Linked DNA regions of Sus scrofa: region 2 is linked to region 1. A link is a contact called in public HiChIP or PLAC-seq data. All regions are on one chromosome and are shown on one strand. Each heading gives the region's core, a stretch centred on a gene start, on an enhancer-like site or on the middle of the called end of the contact. The rest is flanking DNA. Distances are from core to core; before and after follow the strand shown. Region 1 overlaps CAMK2A (calcium/calmodulin-dependent protein kinase type II subunit alpha). Region 2 holds the start of CAMK2A (calcium/calmodulin-dependent protein kinase type II subunit alpha).

The links. HiChIP or PLAC-seq counts read pairs in DNA pulled down with a chosen protein or histone mark.
Region 2: an H3K27ac HiChIP or PLAC-seq map of skeletal muscle shows a contact between it and region 1. The contact joins the promoter of CAMK2A here to the enhancer-like site in region 1. A contact is called at or near these places in 1 of 5 promoter capture datasets (fetal skeletal muscle), 7 of 47 Hi-C or Micro-C datasets (embryonic fibroblasts, fetal heart ventricle, fetal skeletal muscle and 1 more) and 1 of 2 datasets of contacts at active chromatin or transcription factors (skeletal muscle).

What each region holds. Positions count from the first base shown.
Region 1 is chr2:151,269,099-151,272,517 of Sscrofa11.1, forward strand. It overlaps CAMK2A (calcium/calmodulin-dependent protein kinase type II subunit alpha), which reads right to left. Exons shown (of 20, transcript XM_021085017.1): 14 at 1,249-1,289. Among named protein-coding and RNA genes, the nearest start is that of SLC6A7, 49 kb to the left of the region's middle. Within about 2 kb of position 1,688, at least 12 of the 83 cell types and tissues checked have an H3K27ac peak or open chromatin away from gene starts, as enhancers often do. A contact at or near this core is called in fetal skeletal muscle and skeletal muscle, where this site is marked.
Region 2 is chr2:151,352,213-151,355,631 of Sscrofa11.1, forward strand. CAMK2A (calcium/calmodulin-dependent protein kinase type II subunit alpha) reads right to left here and starts at 1,695. Exons shown (of 20, transcript XM_021085017.1): 1 at 1,634-1,695; 2 at 1,431-1,511. The coding sequence starts at 1,680.

The DNA of each region.
Region 1 (3,419 bases), core at 438-2,937:
CCAGGTGTTGCAACCTACACCACAGCTCACGACAACACGGGATCCTTAACCCACGGAGCGAGGCCAGGGATCGAACCTGCGTCCTCATGGATGCTCGTCAGATTCCTTTCTGCTGAGCCACAATGGGAACTCCAAACTTTTTTTTTTTTTTTTTAAGGAGAAAAAGAGCTTTATTGCTTGGCCAGCCCAAGAGGGCCACAGCAGGCTAAGGCCTTAAAGAACGAGCCTGCCCCCATTTCATTCTTGTTTCTTTAAGCCAAAATCTTGGAAGTCATGGGTTCACCCCCCTTTCACACCACTGTACCCACGGGGAACCTCAAGCCCTAAGAGTAGCAGGGCCCAGATCCCGGCCTCAGGCAGACAGCCCGGCTCCCCTCCCTCCAAGCCCCGGCAGACCAAGACAGGGGCCTGAGACTCTAAACACCACTACAAACCAAGCCATGAAGCCACCGGCCCACCTGGGTGGCTGTGTTTGGACAGCGTGCCACAGCTTTCAGTGTCCCGGGCACAGCCTTGCCCTGGGGCCCTGGCTGGGCAGGGTCCGAGCCCAGCAAAAGGCAGCGTCTCAAGAGAGGAGAACCCACAAGGCGAGCCAGTGGCAGGGGAGGAGGGAGCTGCGGAGAGCGGGGACCAGGCCCCAGAGGGCAGGGCGAGCGGAGGGAGGGGACGGATGTCAGGCGGGTGTGGAGCAAGGGGCTCGGGCAGCAGGCGTGGGACAGGGCGGCCTGGGTCCGGGGAGGGGCGGAATTCTTGGCGCTGAACTGGCAGGCCTCCGTGGGGATGGGTGCCTCTGGATGTCAAAGCCGAGAGGCTGGGCTGCCCATCCTCTGTGGGCTTCGTAGGCTGGACAGGCCGTGCCTCGGGTCAGGGGCCCCGGGCCGCCAGCCCCCACTCGGGAAGAGGGAGGCACGGCTCCCGGCACCCAGCCCTCTCTGCACCCTAGCTCCCCAGCCCTCTAGCCCTGGAGAACCACAGAGTCTCCTTCGGCCTCCGTCCTTAGGGCCACCCCAACCCCAGGCCACCTGCCTCTCCCCCGCTCCTCAGCCCTCCCCTCCCCCTGCCCCGATCCTGGCGGGAACGGGGGCCCGGAAGCCCGGGTCTCTGGGTCTGGGGACGCCGGTCTGCCCGGGCGACCAACCTGCCCAGAACACCGCGAGCAAGGCCTGGCTCTGCCCCTGGCCCTGCCAGCCGGGCCCTGAGGGCGGAAGCGCCCCCGGAGGCAGGCCCTGCCAGCTCTCCGGGCCTTACCTTCACGCCGTCATTCTTCTTGTTTCCGCCACTCTTCCCACCTGCAGAGGAGTAAAAGTAGAGGCTTAGCAACACCAGGCAGGGCACCAGGGCCCACAGGGCCAGGAAGAGCAGCATCCACGGGCAGCGGAAGGCACGGGGCCGGCCGGCAACGCGGGGACGCCTCCTCCTGGGCCCTCTTCCTTCCCGGGTGGGCTGGGCTCCGCCTTGGCAGCGATCTCAAGTGTGACCCTCGGGCCCCATGGGCCGCGGTGGGTGCTTGGCCTGTCCCGGGGCCGTGGAGCTGCTCTTTCAGTCTGGGGGTTCCCTCTAGAGCCCGGTCGCTCCCCGAGCTGTTGGAGGCCAACCCGGAGGCCCGGCTGCCCGGCCCGGGGCTGGCGGCTCCCTCCCCTCCGGCCCGCTCTAATTTTAGCCCCATGCTGCTGTGGGTCATGTGTCAGCCCTGCCCACTCGCTCTCGACAGCTGCGAGCCGCATTTCGCCCGTGAGAAGAAGCAGGTGCCCCCTGTCTGGGGCCTCCCCTGCAGAGCAGCCTCCCCTGCAGAGGCCTCCCTGCCTCCAGCCCCGAGCCCCACGCGGGGGCGGCCGAGCAACAGCTCTCGGGGAGGCCACACTTGCCCTCCTTGCCCTGCCCTCCCGGTCGCCCCCGGCCTGAGCCCTTGGGGGAAAGGGCAGGAATGCCCAGCCCGGGCCCGGGCCCCCGGCTGCTTCAGACCCCAAGCAAACGGCCTCGAGAGAAACGCAACGGTATCTCCGAAGCGCCTGACACGGCTCCCGACACGGCTCCCGATGCGTACGCAGCAGATGCTCAGTCAACGGCCGCCACGGAAGGTCCTCGTCCCGGCAGCCCGGGGAGGGCGAGCCGGGGAGGAGAGGGGCCCGGGGCGTCGGCGCCCCCGAGGCGTGGAAGGACGGGGCTCAGCCCCCCGGCCGTCACCACATTCCCACCTCTGGGCCCCCTCGGCCTCTCAGACCGAGGTTCCCTCTTGCAAAGCAGTTGGGGGCGGGGGGCAGTGAGTGCCCCTGGGTCCCGAGGCCGAGAGGAACGGCTGTCCCCCCACCCCCGGGCTCTGTGGGCCAGTTCGGGACCTCCCTGCCCCTCCGGCCTCCAAGTGGCCCCAGCCCGCTGCTCCGGCACTGCGGGGCCCGTGAGGCCACACATTCTGACTTTCAGGAGAAGTCAGAAATCTGGGAGTTGCTATGAAATCTCCTGGCTTTTAAGCGCTTGCCCCCCATGATTTTTTTAACCACCACTGGCCCCCCCGGCACATGGTGGGAGGGGAGCTACCCAGACACCCCATGGTGTGAGCTCTGGACTGGAGTTCTCCAGGCGCTTCAGTTGTTAAAAAAAGCCTCTGCCTGCCGGGCGGCTCATCTTTCAGCTGAAGGAACTGCAGGATCCTGGTCTGGGGGCGGGGGGGAAGGCAGGGCAGGGGTCGGGGAGAGAGCACCAAGCCCAGCTTCCAGCAGTTTCCTGGCCCCGGGTCTTGTCCCAGCTGGTAAAACGGGCAGATGGACCCTCTCGGCAAAGCCAGGGCCGGAGCTTCCCAGAGGCCGGGCCTGGTGGTGGGACGGGCCCTGTGCCCACGGTAGCCCAAGGGCCCCTCGGGTGAGCTTGGCTATATCTGCTCGGCTGCCCTGTCAGCCTCCCCAGGCTCCCGAGAGCCAAGCCTCTGGCGGGCATTGGCCCCGGCACTCGCCACCGTGCCAGGGGAGCTTCTCGCTAAGCCCCAGCGCTAAACCCTTCCCCTTCTCTCTTCGGGGCCACATGCTGCGGGCGCAAGGACGCCCCGCCTTAACAGGCCAAGGCCGAAGGCTCCCGCCTTGGACGCATCGGTGACCCAGCCTAGGAAGGGCACTTGCTCTGGGGCTGGTCAAACCTGCACTGCGGAGTTCTCGCTGTGGCTCATCGGGTGAAGAACCTGACTAGTATCCATGAGGACGTGTGTTCGATCCCTGGCCTTGCTCAGTGGGTTAAAGGATCCTGCATTGCCGCGAGCTGTGGGGTAGGTCGTTGACCCGGCTCAGATCCCACCTGGCTGTGGCTGTGGTGTAGGCCAGCAGCTTAGATTCGACTCCTATCCTGGGAACCTCCATATGCCACAGGTGCAGCCCTAAGCAGCAAAAACAAACAAATAAACCAACAAACAAAAAACCCTGCCCTGCATGCAT
Region 2 (3,419 bases), core at 445-2,944, 83 kb after region 1:
CAAGGGCGAGCTGGCTGGCCCCAGATGAGGGCATGCATCGGGATGGCAGCCCAAGGGGCCTGCCCCGGGCCACCCTCTCTCAGGTCCGGTCTGGCGGACTCCTCTGAGCCCTGGTCTGGCTCGCGACCCTGGGCCCCCGTGGGTGGGGTCTGCCTGACCCCAGGCTCTGCCCCCCCCTCCCCTCCAGCTCCTTTCATCAGTTCTCTGCCCCCGTTTTTTTTTCTTTTAAAGGCCACACCTGCTGCCTACGGACGTTCCCAGGCTAGGGCCTGAATCGGAGCCAGCCTACACCACAGCCACAGCCAGGCCAGATCCGAGCCTCGCCTGCAACCTACACCACCAATCAGGACAACACCGGATCTTTAACCCACCAAGCAAGGCCAGGGATTGAACCTGTGTCCTCATGGATACGTCGGGTTCTTACCCTCTGAGCCAAAAGAGGAACGCCTCATCAGTTCTCCCGTTTCTAGACTGACACCTCCCTCCCTTCCAGCCGCCCAACTCCCGTCTCTCGGTGGCCCCCTTCAGGGTGGCTGCCTGACCCGCCCTACAAGCGGCTGTGGAGACCCCGTCTGCACGGGCGGCTGCTCCTCGGGCCGGCTCTGGGTCCCCTGGGCTCCTCTCCCCCTGGCTGCGTCCAGCATGACCAGCGACCCCACAGAGCCCTGCCTCACACGCTGCACGCTGCCCCAGCCAGGCCTTGGGTGACTGGCCTGAGCACGAGGCGTCTTGCCAGCTGCCCCAGCATGGGGTGCCCAGATGGGCAGAAGGAACCGATTCACCTTTCCAGAGCTGCATGCCGAGCCTCCCGGCGGGCGGCGGGCGCGGCGCGGGCCCTGCCTATTAATAGTCCAACAGCTGTTTGCCGCCCTGAATGAGACTCTTTATTGCAAGCAGCGTTGACAAAACACATCCCGCTCCTTCCTGCCCAGAGTGTTTGGGGGTGGAGGGGCCGCGGGGAGGTGTCCCTTCCTTCCAGGAAGTTGAGAAGGTCAGCGCGCAAGAGACCTCACCCCGGAGGCCCTCAACCCCGGGGAGGCCAAGGCCGAGCTCCTTCCCCCGCCCCCGCCCTCCTCCTCCTCCTGGGTTCCCACCTCGAACGCAGCCCTCAGCTCCCCGGCTCTTCCTCACACTCCCTCCCCACCTGTCCCAGTCCCACTCTAGAAGCCTCGGGGTCAAGGCCTCAGGCCACTGTCCCCCTGCTGCCGTCCAGGCTCCCATCTCCCGCGCCCTCGCCGCCCTCGCCCTTCCGCCCACAGCGAATGGGCCTCTGCAGGCCCGGCCTCCGCCCTGCGCCCTCCCCTGCCCGGGGCTCCCCTTCCCCACCCTCTTCGGTCGCCTAAAGGTCCCGAAGGCTTGTCTTCAGGAAGCCTTTTCTCGCCGTATCGGCCTCAGCCAGCTTTCGAGCGCTGCTGAAACGTCCTCCTTACCTGCGGTGCTGAAGGGGCAGTGAGGTGGGGGTTCCTCGTTGTATTTCTCCACCAGCCACCAAGACTCCGCGTAACGCTGACCTGAGTCACAGAGAGGACGGGGACTTCCCTGTTAGCCCTCGGCCTGGGGACTTGGACAGGTGCACGCCCCCGTCCTCAGCCCTGGCCCCCCTCCCGGCAATCAACAAGTGCCAGTGACTCACCCTGGCTGAGCAGAGGCGCTCTGGAGACTGGCCGCCTGGGTCTGCATCCCAGCGCTGCCTCTCAGCAGGTGAGAGCCCTTGAGTAAGTCACTTAATCCTTCGGGGCTTCACGTCCTCACCTGGGAGAGGGAGCCAGCCCCAGGACCTGCTCCGAAGGCCGCGCCAGAGGTCGAGCAGAAAACGCTTGTAAAACGCTTAGGCCAGCGCCCAGCGCGTTCAGCGACTGTTAGCCGCAAAAAAATAACTCACCTCAATGTTTCGCCGACCGCAGACTCTCTCCTCCCCTCGTGACCCACCCTCCGTGCTGCCGGGGGTGCCAGAGCTCACGCTCTGAGAAACGCCCATCTAGGCTGTAACCCTCCTGCTTGCGGTGAGGGTCGAGAGGCGGGAGGCGCCGAGGAAAGAGCCCTGAACCGGAGTCCGGCCCTGAAGGGTGGCTGCACATCTCCGGCTTGGCCGGGGCGGCAGAGTTGGTGACCACCTGCGGGCCGAGGAGCCTGCCTGGCCAGTCTTCCCGGAAGGATCGGCCCCGGGGACCCCGTCATCTTCACATTAGAGCATCCTGGGCGTGAGTTTGGGGTCTTCCAAAGCCCCTACAGGTGCCTAAAACATATTTGTGCACCAAGTGAGAGGAACTTGTCCCTTCCCTGCCAGTAGAGAGGTCGCGGGGCGGAGGCAGAAAGAGGGGAGGACACGGCACTCACGCCCTGGACGGAGCCCGCAGGAGGTCGGCTGCCTGTTTCTGCTCCCCTGGGCGTCAAACCTTTTTTGCTTTGGGTTTTTTTGGTTTTTTTTGGTTTTTTTGGTGTTTTTTTTTTTTTTTTTTTTTTTTTGCTTTTTAGGGCCCCTCCCACGGCATATGGAAGTTCCCAGGCTAGGGGTCAAATTGGAGCCACAGCCGCCGGCCTGCACCACAGCCACAGCCACGCTGGATCCGAGCCGCGTCTGTGACCTACACCACAGCTCACAGCAATGCTGGGTCCTTAACCCCCGGCAAGGCCAGGGATTGAACGCACAACCTCACGTCATTTCCGCTGCGCCACGACTGCAGGTGCCAAACCCTCTCAAGCGGTCCTCAGAGGGGGCTGCTCCGGCCTGTGTCTGCCGAGGGATTTTCAGCCCCAAAGCACGTCTGGCTCCATGATCTCCCTTGATCTCTTAGCTGCCCAACCTGTGAGCAGCAGAGGGCTCTCCCCAACTTGGCTGATGGAGAAATTAAGACTCAGAAATTGGGGCTTGTCTAAGGGCACAGAGTGCGGGTGTGACCAGGCCGAGGCTAGAACCCGCGTCGCCCGCCCCCCACCCAGGGCCCTGACGACTGGGTCTGGCTGCAGGTCAAGGCTGGTGGCAGAATGTTCTTTGGTGTCAGAGAACATTCTGGACACGCACGTGACACAACCCGCTGCTCCCGGCCGGAGGAGACATCCGTGGGATACTGATTTGGCAAATGGCCTGTTACTCTATGTTAAAACCTTGGTCATTCCCTTCCCTGTCATCTAGCGATTCGCCTCCTAGACACGCACACACCCCCGGTGTAGACGCGCCAGCACCCACCGGTGTCACCATTCTGGTTCTTAACGTCTTGGACCGACTCCGCGTTGGTATGAGCAGCCAGCTAATACCAGCTGGTCATGAGCTTCTGCTCCGAGTCTCTTCTCAAGCCTTCGCCGTGGCCCTGGTGCCCCAGCTCTCCCCGGGGACCCCCTAGCTGCTCCGTGATCCAGCAGCTGTAAGGTTAACCCCCGGCCTCTCAGGACGCCTCCGGGACCAGGCTCCAGCCCCCTGC